Regions from separate parts of the Mus musculus genome. Here all the other regions are linked to region 3. The links are chromatin contacts, called in public HiChIP or PLAC-seq and promoter capture Hi-C maps. All regions are on one chromosome and are shown on one strand. The core of a region is the stretch at or near the end of the contact, and the rest is flanking DNA. Distances in the headings are between cores, read along the strand shown.

Region 1 (2,700 bases), core at 43-2,542, 350 kb after region 3:
GGCCAGTTTGAACTATCACAGTGAGAACATAGAAAACCAAACATTCTTAAAATAAAAGACTAAGAAATGTTAAAACAAAGAAGTTGCATTTTAAAATAAGCAACCTGGTTTTATGAAGTGTTAGTTTAGGGGCATTAAAAGAGTGCGAGCTTGGGGCTGGAGAGATGGCTCAGCGGTTAAGAGCACTGACTGCTTTTCCAAAGGTCCCGAGTTCAAATCCCAGCAACCACATGGTGGCTCACAACCATCCATAATGAGATCTGACACCCTTCTCTGTTCTCTGGTCTGTCTGAAGACAGCTATAGTGTTTACATATAACAATAAATAAATCTTTAAAAAAAAAAAGAGTGCGAGCTTTACGGTCAGTACCCTCAAGTCCAAATCTAGGCTTGTACGTTCTGATGCCTTTTAGTCTGTGTGTACTCAACTCATCGATCATGGGAAAAAGCCTATCTGCTGATGAAATCAGCGGTTTGATGATCTTGCTGTGCTGTTGTAAAACATTTGTTTGATTTGGTGATACTTTTGTAAAACACCAGATGGTGTCTAGATCTAGTTAAAAGAATTCAGTGAAGGAAAACCAATGAAATGTATGCCTAAGATGACGACCAGGAGCAGTGATGATCTGCAGCTCTTGCTATGTCCTGGCCCAAACTTTTTGCTGGACTGTCCAGCAGGGAAAGGTACCAGAGCTATCAAAATTCTTACTATCTTTAGTGCTAAGATAGTTATCTGTAATATAGAAAAGGCTCTGGTAGAAACCATTATTGATAATAGTTATTAAGGATGTCAGCTACCACTGGGCAGTGGTGGCACATGCCTTTAATCCTAGCACTTCGGAGGCAGAGGCAGGCAGATTTCTGAGTTTGAGGCCAGCCTGGTCTACAGAGTGAGTTCCTGGACAGCCAGGGCTACACAAAGAAATCTGGTCTTGAAAAACCAAAAAAAAAAAAAAAAAAGGAATATCAGCTACCTAAAGACATGGCATGACAATCTATGGATTACATAACCATTTAAGCTAATGGTCTTAAAACTATCTAGTAGCAGTTTTTAAATGTAGTATAGGCTTTTCAAGGTCACTCTGAAATGCTTGAAGACTTCCTGGTCCCAGGTACTTCTAGCCAGTGACAGCTGGGGAGGCAGTGTTGGTTACAGTGCGTTTCCACTTCTGCTTCACTCACCTCAACTCACTGACTTCTCTTTTTATCTTTTATCAGTGCCACAGACCTTTGCAACTAAATGTAACTACACTGTAAATACAGGAAGACAAGCATCTCTGAGAGCCCAGCTCTTCCTTCTTCAGCTGCCTTAGCTGCAGCAGCAGCAGGGGAACACAGGAAGCACTGGGCCTCCCATGGGCAGGGCGTGCTCACGTCATGTTCAATCTCATCATCTGCTCTCACTGCACCGTGTTTGCACAGAGCAAGCACTGGAGCTGATAGACTTACTAGCAGCTAGGTCTGCTGGAAAGTGTAGACATTACACAATTATGCTTAAAAATTGTCATTTTTTGAACTCTTAATGGGCAATATTTTATTATATTTAAAATTTAGTTTTATGGTCTCTTAAACAAACCTAAGCTATTCACACCCATCTCTTATAAAGGATTCTCTGGAGGTAAAATATATAATCATTCCGGGGTGAGGTTAAGGGCAACTTAATTGGGTAACTATTATAACTGTATTTCTGCAAACCTAAAGTAGAACCTTAAAAATAGGGACTAAGACTCACAAAGCAGTTACGCTAGGCATGGCAGCACATTATCTGGCCCCTTGGCACTGAACCTAGGTGCTGTTCACATTACCACAGTTACAGTCCCGGTCCCCTGTTATTGTTTCTTACTACAACAACTGTTTAACTGTGCATCAGATGGTGTAACTATATCTATAAATTAAATACTATATCTATAAAATAATATAATACTAAACACAATGCATTCAATAATGAGTGGGAGAGTGAGAGCCAGCTGTTGCAGGCAGACATAGAGAGTCACAGCATATTTTCATAGCTGTACAATTTCTATTTATATGTAAGTTTTGAAGAAGAGAAATGAGAATTGTTAGTTTTACTCATTCAAATCTGAAAAGAGCTAGCACAGTGGTACATGTATGTAATCTTGGGTCAGGAGTCTGAGGCAGGAGAATTATGAATTGAGGGGAGCTCTGGTTACAAAGCCTGATGCTGTCTCAAGATATATAAATAATCAAAATAAAATATTTGTTTTTTTCTTGAAGTATGCAAATTCTACTCTTTAAAGAAAACGACATTTTCTTTTTTTCTTTTAATTAGATATTTTCTTTATTTACATTTCAAATGTTATCCCCTTTCATGGTTTCCTCTTCAAAAACCCCCTATCCCCTCCCACCTCCCCCTGCTCCCTAACTCACCCACTCCTGCTTCCTGGCCCTGGCATTCCCCTATCCTGGGGCATGAACCTTCATAGGACCAAAGGCCTTTCCTCCCATTGATGATCGACTAGGCCATCTTCTGCTACATATACAGCTAGAGCCATGAATTCCACCATGTGTTTTCTTTGGTTGGTGGTTTAGTCCCAGGGAGCTCTGGAGATACTGGTTACTTCATATTGTTGTTCCTCCTATGGGGCTGCAAACCCCTTCAGCTCCTTGGGTACTTTCTCTAGCTCCTTCATCGGGGACCCTGTGCTCCGTCCAATGGATGGCTGTGAGCATCCACTTCTGT
Region 2 (2,700 bases), core at 6-2,505, 320 kb after region 3:
GATTCAAACCTTGTTTTTAGGGATATTTTGGATCTGCTTAGAGGCATGACTATAGAGCCCCCTTCATAAAATACCATTTGGCATCTTTAAACCTCAAAACAGAACACTATCTCTGCCATTTAGCCTTTGCCAAAAGCCTGTCAAATAGTAATGGCAGGAGCCAGAAGGCAGGCAGCCATGGATGGTGTCATGAGTGAGGGGGCAGCTGTGGCACATTATTTGAAAGATCACCTGCTCAACATACAAACCATAGATGGCAAGGGTGATGGCATTATGCGATTTATTGCATGTGTAGGTCTTTTACTTTATTCAGCTACCATCAAACAGTTGTGTGTCCAGCACACATGGCTGCTTAGCTGTATGAACTGAACAAAGGTTAGTTGAAAACTACTCTAATGGAAGCTTCCATTTTCAGTGATAGTATAAAAATAGCTATATGCTAGTTTAATTCCTTAAAAATGGATATGAAGGTATTACTTATGTTGTTTAAGTATTACGATCTCCTATTGTGGATCTTAGTGGGATGTGCTAGGAAAATTTTCCTCTCACATTTTCCCATGAAGTTTATAACCTTCAAGTTCCACCCCATGCTTAGACCATGAAGAGACTCAGAAACGATTATTTTAGGTTTCTTAACATAATTCTTTCCGTTTTCTAAATTGTTTGCTACTTAATCTTTGCTATTTACTTTGAATTAATTGCTGTGCTTTATGTCATTTGCTTCATAAATGCCACATCTTATTCCTTTTAGAGATGAGTAGGGAAAAAAAAAAGAAAAAAAGAAAAAAAAGAAAGAAAAGAAAGGAAAAGGAAAAGAAAAAAAGAAATGAGTAGGGCACAAAAACTAAGAGCAAACTGCTTCCTTTTATCCACACACCCACTGGTAAGCCCGGGAGCACTGGCTTGGTGCCTATGGCACGTCATTATTCCTTCAGGTGGCAACTCCAGGGTGGTCAGAGATTTAGAAACATGTTAATAAGGCCAGTGTCAGGATCTCACGTGGCCAGTGACACACGTAGGCTGACAAAGATCTAATTTCAAGTCTCTGTCTTGCTATGCTGTTCCTAACGTCCGGTACGGGGCCAAGCGTACGGCAGACCCCAGTAGCTGTGGCGCAGAGCAGTCAAGGCTCTCAAGAATCTGCTGGGCCTGGCTTAGCCTGTCCTGCAGGCAACTGAGGACTTAACTCTGTCGTTTACCTTGCCAGTTGGGCACATAACCAAAGTCCAGAGCTCACCCAGCTGAATGGCAAACGACATAAAATTAGGTGCCACACCAGCCAGGAAAACAGCTAGAGAGTTGGCACTGGGAACTCCCAGAGCAGCATAAACGCAAGAGCTGCCTGGCATCTGACTGAGCTGTCAGAGTTGGCTCTCACTGCTCCTCATCTGATTTTTGGGTTCTTTTTCTTTTTCTTCCTATGGCTCACAAAGGATTTCCCCACCCAGTCTGAGACAGGAAAGAGTCTTTGATAAGTTTCATTCAGCAAAACACAGGGCTTACAGAATGTGGCTTTTGGCCAAAGGGAGACCGCAGAGTACTTTCTCAAGATATTTCAGTCTCTCCAGATTGCACATGGGAGGCAGAGCTGGTTTTCTGTAAACTTGACACAAGCTAGGGTTATCTGGGAAGAGGAACCCTGGATTAAGAAAATGCCTCTATCAGATTAGCCTGTAGGCCAGCGTGTAGAGCTATTGTCTTGATTAACAATTGTGGGAGGCTCCTGCTAGCTCAGTGTGGACAGTGCCTCCCTGAGAAGGCAGCCTGAGCAAGCCATGGAGAGCAAGCCAGTAAGCAGAGCTTCTCCATGGCCTCTGCTTCAGTTCCTGCTTCCCAGTTTCTTCCTTGTCTTCCCTGCAGGACAGACTCTGAGCTGCTATGTGACAAAAGCCCTCTCTCCCTCGGTTGCTTTTGGTCATGAGTTAATGACAGCAACGAGAACCTTAACCTGAACACAGGCTGTGTCTAGAACTCTTAGTTTCTTTCTTTCAGCACTGGCTATTATGTGAAAGCATCCACACTGTCGACCTGCAAAATGTCCAAGAAAACAGTTTTCAAGGTTATTGCTTAGTACTACTCCCGTCACGTGTATATGGACACACTTAGTATTATACAAGTGCATAACTTAAACTTATCAGAGAGGGAGGGAGGGAGGGACAGGTAGAGGGAGAGGGAGAGGGAGGCATGGAACTGTTTCAGGCTTCTGCTGCTGCTAGCTTCCAGTGAACTATTCTATAGGGTGTTTGAGCCATGGTGACAGGCATTCTTAGGGAACAACACTAAACACACACACTTCATATCTACTCCTTAGATGGTGGTTCACACACGGGCTGTGTTGTGACCGAGGGAAGCTGGGGTTTGCTTATTTAGCTTTTCCTATGTCATTTGTGCCATAACTATTTTGATGGGAGCAAAAAGCACATGAATGCTTCTGACCCTGGCAAATTAAATGTAACCAACCAACAGTGAACTCGAAACCACAAAGCTACATACATTTGGGACAATTAAAAAATTTTATAATAAAGATGATCTGAATGCAATCACACAATGCTTCCCAGAGAAAGATAGAGTATTGCAGTAGGATTTAGACAGAAGCAGCCTGGGGAAAACTTTCTAAAAGCACACGTGCATTAGCTCAGGTACTTATGGACCAAAGTAGATATGTATGCGGGAACATGGAAGGCATGTGCTAAGGTGTGA
Region 3 (2,700 bases), core at 19-2,518:
ATTCATTCTATATCAAAAGCATATATCAAAATGTCACAGAATACCATAAATAAGAACAATGATTTGTCAACTTTAAAATTAAGTTTGAAATGAAAATCTAAAATATCCATGTACCACTTTTAAAACTACAATTTAGGAAAGACTCTATTTCTATGTTTATAACAAGCAGCAAAGGGTAAGATATGCTAATATGTATAGAGATCAGAAGGTTTAGTGACTTACAGAGACACTCAGGAAATCAATACTGATGAAAAGTTCAACTCTTGTCAGGTTCCAGCCTTGAGCTAATCAAACCCCCTATAATTTTGCCCAAAGGTTACCCTATAGCAAATACAGAATTCTTAAGGGTCAGGTCACATGTTCGGAACCTGCGAGCCACTTCTTTATGAGTCTAGGAAAGCTTCTAGCTCTCAAAGACAGTCCACTCATATGACTGCTTACACCACAGGTTCCCAGGCCTCGTCTCCTAGACCTTCCGATCCAACAGAGCTCAGGGCTCTGCTTAAATCTCCTTAGGACGTAGAAATGATGGTTTACAGGCACATACCAGTAATCCCAGCATCCAGGAGGCCTGAGCTAAATACTGAGACCCCGTCTCATCACCGACAACCCATCAAGTGCTTATCATTTACCAGGTAGGGCCTTGGAGAAGATGTCGATTCCCTCAAAAAGTTAATGACACAATCAAATCCAACTCTCCGGGCTTACCGAATGTGTGAAGGAAACCCTCGTGTATCATATTCTCGGAGACCTAAAGGCATAAGACTAGTGGGGGTCAGTGAAGGCCTCTGACCTGCTCACCTTGACGTGACTTGTTTAAGGCAAGTGGTGAACAGAAATTCCAGAGTGCTGTCTGAGACTTCCTGAGTGCTGTCAGTTCGAGGAGTCCCAGAACTTAATAGGTCCTAACAAAGGTCCCGCCACCCTGGAACTCCAAGCCTGAAAACCTTAAAAAGAACAAGGGCTCTGGCAGGTGCAGGAACTTGCTTGGAATGCACAGATCTATCCCGTCCCGCCAGCAAACCCCGTGGCAGCGGACGCCACCGTCTGACCTCAGGCCTCTCCCTCAAGCAGGAGACAGTCCCGCCCTCGAGGCTGAGGTACAGAGAAATGGCTAACAGCCTTCTGATGGCCCAGAAACGGACCCTCGGGCAGTCCTCACACGCCTGCCCCCGGCTCGCGGCCAGCAAGCCAGGAAGGAGCTGGGCGCCCCGGACCAACCTGGCTGGGCCCTGAGCAGAGGTCCCGACACGACCCTAATCAGCCGTCTGGACGCCGGGGAACCTTCAGAGTGAGGCACCAACTCCTGCAACGTCCAACCACAGGCCTCCGTTGCGCGTAGTTCCTCTTAGGTGACATACTGCCACCGCTTCCGCTTCCGGTGGGTAGCCCGGAGTCCGGGTTGCCCCGCATCCCTGGCAACTAAAGGGCCGGGTGGAGACGCTGAAGGGAATATGGTCGGAATGGGAACTGGAGTCAGGGGCACATGTGGGGATGAAGATGAGCCTCCTAGGCCTAGGTCCTCAGGAAACTAGTTCCCGAAACCAGTGCTGGCATCTTAGGTCTGTTGTGCAAAGGGCAACCGCACTCTCCCGGAACTTGTACTGATCCGGGAGTAGGGAGGACTGGGACATGCTGGGTTCTGCTATAGAATTCTCTCCTTACCTTGAAAACCATGAAGAGTCTAAGGTGCGCTTTGTTCTCAACGTAGCGCGCCCGTCTTTTCTACACAGCATTTACGCTGGGACGTGAGAGCATGCCTTATTTATCTGAGTTCCTCAGTGCTAAGGAAACTTTACTTGAGTCCACAGATCTGTCTAAATTTCATTCCAATGCCACCATTTGGGGCAAGTGCATTGCTTACTTTTTAAGTGGTCCTGTTAAGTGGGATTAAATGAGACAGCAGCGTCTGGACCACTATAGAAATCTAATAATTCACGATAGCTAAAGTGCCTTCTCACGCATCTGACCTCTTCACAAGCTTCTTTAAAGAGATCAGGTTAAGCCATGTCTCTTATAATTTGACAACTCTGACTGTAGCACCAAGTCAACTATTTTCTGTCAAATATTATTCTCTAAAATTTACCAAAACACAATCATTGTGGAGATCTTTCAAATAAGCCTGATTCTGTCAGGGTATCGGTAAAGGCTCCTTAAGAAAAATCCCCACTCGTCAAAAGAATAGAATCACCTGGCCAAAGAATGACCCCTAGGAAGGTAGGCTTACCTGAAGTAACACTAAAGAGATAAGTGGACTTATTAGTACTTTAATGAGACACTGTACTTCCTTTCTCCGATTCCCACCCTCTATCTCCGTCACTTAAGGAACATGGCCACGCCGGTTCCAAGCCTTCCTGCTTTTCTAAATTACCTAGAGAAACAACAACAAAAACTAAAAACAGCAGCAACAACAAAAACCATAGCTTACCTTTCTTGCTGTCCCTCCTGTAAGCATGCTTCTTTTAGGACTTCAGACTTTTGCCAGCATTTGATGTCCCCTTACTCTTTCTCTGATGCTTCCCTCTCTTACATGACAACGGCTGCCTTCCACTCAGTGACTGACCTCCATGCCCACTTAACACGGAATCCCCACCCCCTATTCTCTTCCTTGGGGCGGCTGTCTACAGTTTACCTGTCCTCAGATGTTTGGTGTGTTTTTCTTTTAAACTAACAAAATTGTCCTTATCCTTTCATTTGAGC
Region 4 (2,700 bases), core at 121-2,620, 280 kb after region 3:
ATGCGCAAGGAGGATCCGAGAGGCATCTGTGTCTTTTAGTGTGGGCATCACTGGATGGCAGGGAGATGCAGTCGGGGCTCCTGCATGGCAGCCCCACAATAGAATTAAATGACCTATCAAGGACAACTTTTGCTTTTAAAATTCTTTTCCATGCCTTCTGAGTCAAACAGAGAAAAACAGCCGGGAGTGTCAGGAGCCCACCACACCCTGTTTACTCACTGCAGGAGACTTCACCCAGGGCTCTGGGCATGCACTGCAGGGGCTGGGCTCTACCTCCCCAGGCCCTATTTTTAGTCCTTAGTAAAGAAAATTATTACTTGGATAACGGTAGGTGGCACACAGATGTGACAAAGACGGTGGTGACTGGATGAAAACTGAGCTAGAGGAGTGTCAGAATCACTGTCAGCTCAGCCCGTGTGTGACTCATGGATTACCACATGGGAAACTCCATTGAACTCAGTCTGAGTGGCTTCCAACCCCTCAGACCTCAATCACTCACAGACACTACGTGTGGGGATGCCTCTACTTCCTGGACTTCCTGTCGGAGTGGAAAGGACAGCTTTTTTACAGATCTGTCCCTCTCACCAGACCTAGTATCTGCCCTGTCCTCCGGCCCTCGAGGCACACAGGATCCATTAGTCCTTATTAACTAAAGGCAGGAAAGGATGATTGAGCAAACAGTTGTCGGCTCGTTATTGCCCCAGCATAGTAGGTAGCTGCCCTACACATCTGTTTACGAATTCATTGCAGAACTGAGCACCCGAAACAGTGCCAGGCGCCCTGCCCTTAACTTTCTTGAGCCAGCTTCATTTTTAGTCAATAATCAATTTACTTGTTGCACACAGCAGAATCAAGATGCTGTGGATGGTGGGGAGATGTGATCTCTTCTCTTGACTTTCAAGTGGGGCATGCTGGACCCAGCAGATCCCCGACTCCTTCCTCCTCTGAAAGGTCGATTTCTGGGACACTTTGGGCCATTTACAGTTTGGAGCGTCTCCCCAGGTGTAAATCGATTTTGATAGTATTTTACCAACAAGGTGGTCCTGAGTCACCTTGGTAAAGGTGAATGGATGAGACGGTGAGGGACCGAGTAAATGGGTGATGTAATGCTTCTCCAGCTCAGGGGGACATGGTCTGGCTCCTTTGCCTTAGCTAGGGATTGTCCTGCCTGAAGGTTAAAGATTCAGGTCTGCCAAGGGAAGTCCTAAGCCCCAAGCTTTGTTTAACCTGGCAAACATGGACAAAAATACCCATGCTAGTAAAATCCTCTCCCACTGGGAGCCCCTGGGCTTGTGGCTGGGTTAGTAGCAGAGGCCTTTGGGCAGGTGACCCAAGAGGCTGACCACTTGCTCTCCAGAGTACAGAACACCCTGCTGCTCCCTCCCTCAGGAATGTGGGCAGTGCATTGTTGGCATGGTGACCAGCCAGCCTGTCTCCCCCCCCTCCTCTGCATCCCGAGAAGTAGAATGGGGGCCCTGCCAGCTCCACTGGCTCCAAATGGTAGGGAGAGCCCAGTCCAGGAACTGAGGGGGCCTGGAGCTCAACACTGCCCGGGAACAATGAAGCTGTTGCCCTGGCAACAGAGAGTGGCCTCTCCCTGGGCCTCAAGGCTGAGTCTGGGAATAGGTGTCTTAAGAACAGGAGGTGGGAACAGAGGGGTCTGGGCTGTTCTCAGAGCTGCCTGCCTCTAAGGAAGGATGCAGAGATTTTCTCCAGAGATGACCGGAGCCTTCCGGCCCACTCTTCAGGACCATTGTTGGAGACATTGCTGTGGTGTCCTTCATTAAGGGCAGGAAACAGTCAGGCTATCTGACTAGGACCTGTCTCTGAGTCCCACTCCCCTCTCACAGATTCTGGTCGGGGGAGTGGATGATAAAGTTTTGCACATGAAGGTGACTGGATGACAGCTGTAACTGCGGGGGCACCCTGAGAACTGTAGACCGTGGGTGCTGAGGCCACGGGGTAGAGTGTGGTCCTGATACACTGTATGGCCATGTCCTCTGCCCTCTGAGCCTGAAAGCTAACAGACCCCTTTCCCAGAGGCCTTTGGAGGGTTCTAAAAGCGTTTACTTCTTGAATGAGACAGTTCAACTTCACAATCAGATGCAAGACCCCAGGGAAGTCATCTCTATGCGTGGTGTGCAGTCCCCTCAGCTATAGAGTTGGCATGGTACCAGGATGGTGTGTTGGCATTGAACAGGCCAGATATCCCTAGACTTGGGGACATAGGAGTGTCTGGCCCCACTGTTTCTCCCTCCAGAATACTGCAGCACAGGTGTTTCTTGGCATTACACAAACTGTCTAGATGGATGTCCACAGTGGCCCCCATTCTTCCTGAAATCCCTCCCCTATGCTTATTAACCTCTCCGGAACAGTGTTCAAGAAAAGCATCCATCCCCTCTGTCTTGGTGATGCTGTCTTTAGGAAGGGGTAGTTGCAGGCTCTCCTCATCTGTCTGCATTTCCCCATTTCTCTTTTGAATTTCAGTTGATTTTTTCTATCAAGAAAAATGAAGAAATAAGGGTGAGGTGCTCCTTGAAAAGGGCCTGCAAGCTCAGAGGCATTGGTGGGCATCTTGTCCCAAAGGTGCCCCTGCCTTTGTGCATATTGCATTTGACTGGAGGGAAGTGGCAGGGGTACACCTGCACAGTGGCTGGCCCACCCACACCTTGCATCCTATGGCTTGCCCACCTCCATAAT

Evidence for each region. Promoter capture Hi-C pulls out the DNA fragments that hold promoters and counts their contacts. HiChIP or PLAC-seq counts read pairs in DNA pulled down with a chosen protein or histone mark.
Region 1: a contact with region 3 is called in a promoter capture Hi-C map of the HPC-7 cell line. The contact joins the enhancer-like site here to the promoter of Alkbh3 in region 3. A contact is called at or near these places in 5 of 39 promoter capture datasets (the 3T3-L1 cell line, the HPC-7 cell line, HPC-7-derived erythroid cells and 2 more), 1 of 115 datasets of contacts at active chromatin or transcription factors (embryonic basal ganglia) and 2 of 9 other capture datasets (adipose tissue and pancreatic islet).
Region 2: a promoter capture Hi-C map of liver shows a contact between it and region 3, with 2.5 times the contacts expected there. The contact joins the enhancer-like site here to the promoter of Alkbh3 in region 3. A contact is called at or near these places in 7 of 39 promoter capture datasets (the C10 cell line, the HPC-7 cell line, cranial neural crest and 4 more), 2 of 115 datasets of contacts at active chromatin or transcription factors (acute myeloid leukemia and embryonic basal ganglia) and 1 of 9 other capture datasets (liver).
Region 4: a contact with region 3 is called in an H3K4me3 HiChIP or PLAC-seq map of embryonic basal ganglia, with 4 times the contacts expected there. The contact joins the enhancer-like site here to the promoter of Alkbh3 in region 3. A contact is called at or near these places in 14 of 39 promoter capture datasets (3T3-L1-derived adipocytes, the C10 cell line, the HPC-7 cell line and 7 more), 8 of 484 Hi-C or Micro-C datasets (3T3-L1-derived adipocytes, the HPC-5 cell line, bone marrow-derived macrophages and 5 more), 18 of 115 datasets of contacts at active chromatin or transcription factors (the 230-238 cell line, the NIH/3T3 cell line, acute myeloid leukemia and 11 more) and 4 of 9 other capture datasets (adipose tissue, embryonic stem cells, macrophages and 1 more).

Annotation. Positions count from the first base shown.
Region 1 is chr2:94,359,474-94,362,173 of GRCm38.p6, forward strand. All of the region lies in intron 15 of Ttc17 (tetratricopeptide repeat domain 17), which reads right to left. Among named protein-coding and RNA genes, the nearest start is that of Ttc17, 46 kb to the right of the region's middle. Within about 2 kb of position 1,293, at least 50 of the 459 cell types and tissues checked have an H3K27ac peak or open chromatin away from gene starts, as enhancers often do. A contact at or near this core is called in the HPC-7 cell line and pancreatic islet, where this site is marked.
Region 2 is chr2:94,333,111-94,335,810 of GRCm38.p6, forward strand. All of the region lies in intron 17 of Ttc17 (tetratricopeptide repeat domain 17), which reads right to left. Among named protein-coding and RNA genes, the nearest start is that of Mir670hg, 69 kb to the left of the region's middle. Within about 2 kb of position 1,256, at least 22 of the 459 cell types and tissues checked have an H3K27ac peak or open chromatin away from gene starts, as enhancers often do. A contact at or near this core is called in liver, where this site is marked.
Region 3 is chr2:94,009,462-94,012,161 of GRCm38.p6, forward strand. Alkbh3 (alkB homolog 3, alpha-ketoglutarate-dependent dioxygenase) reads right to left here and starts at 1,269. Exons shown (of 10, transcript NM_026944.1): 1 at 1,222-1,269.
Region 4 is chr2:94,287,896-94,290,595 of GRCm38.p6, forward strand. No RefSeq gene overlaps it. Among named protein-coding and RNA genes, the nearest start is that of Mir670hg, 24 kb to the left of the region's middle. Within about 2 kb of position 1,371, at least 109 of the 459 cell types and tissues checked have an H3K27ac peak or open chromatin away from gene starts, as enhancers often do. A contact at or near this core is called in the NIH/3T3 cell line, embryonic basal ganglia, embryonic forebrain and 2 more, where this site is marked.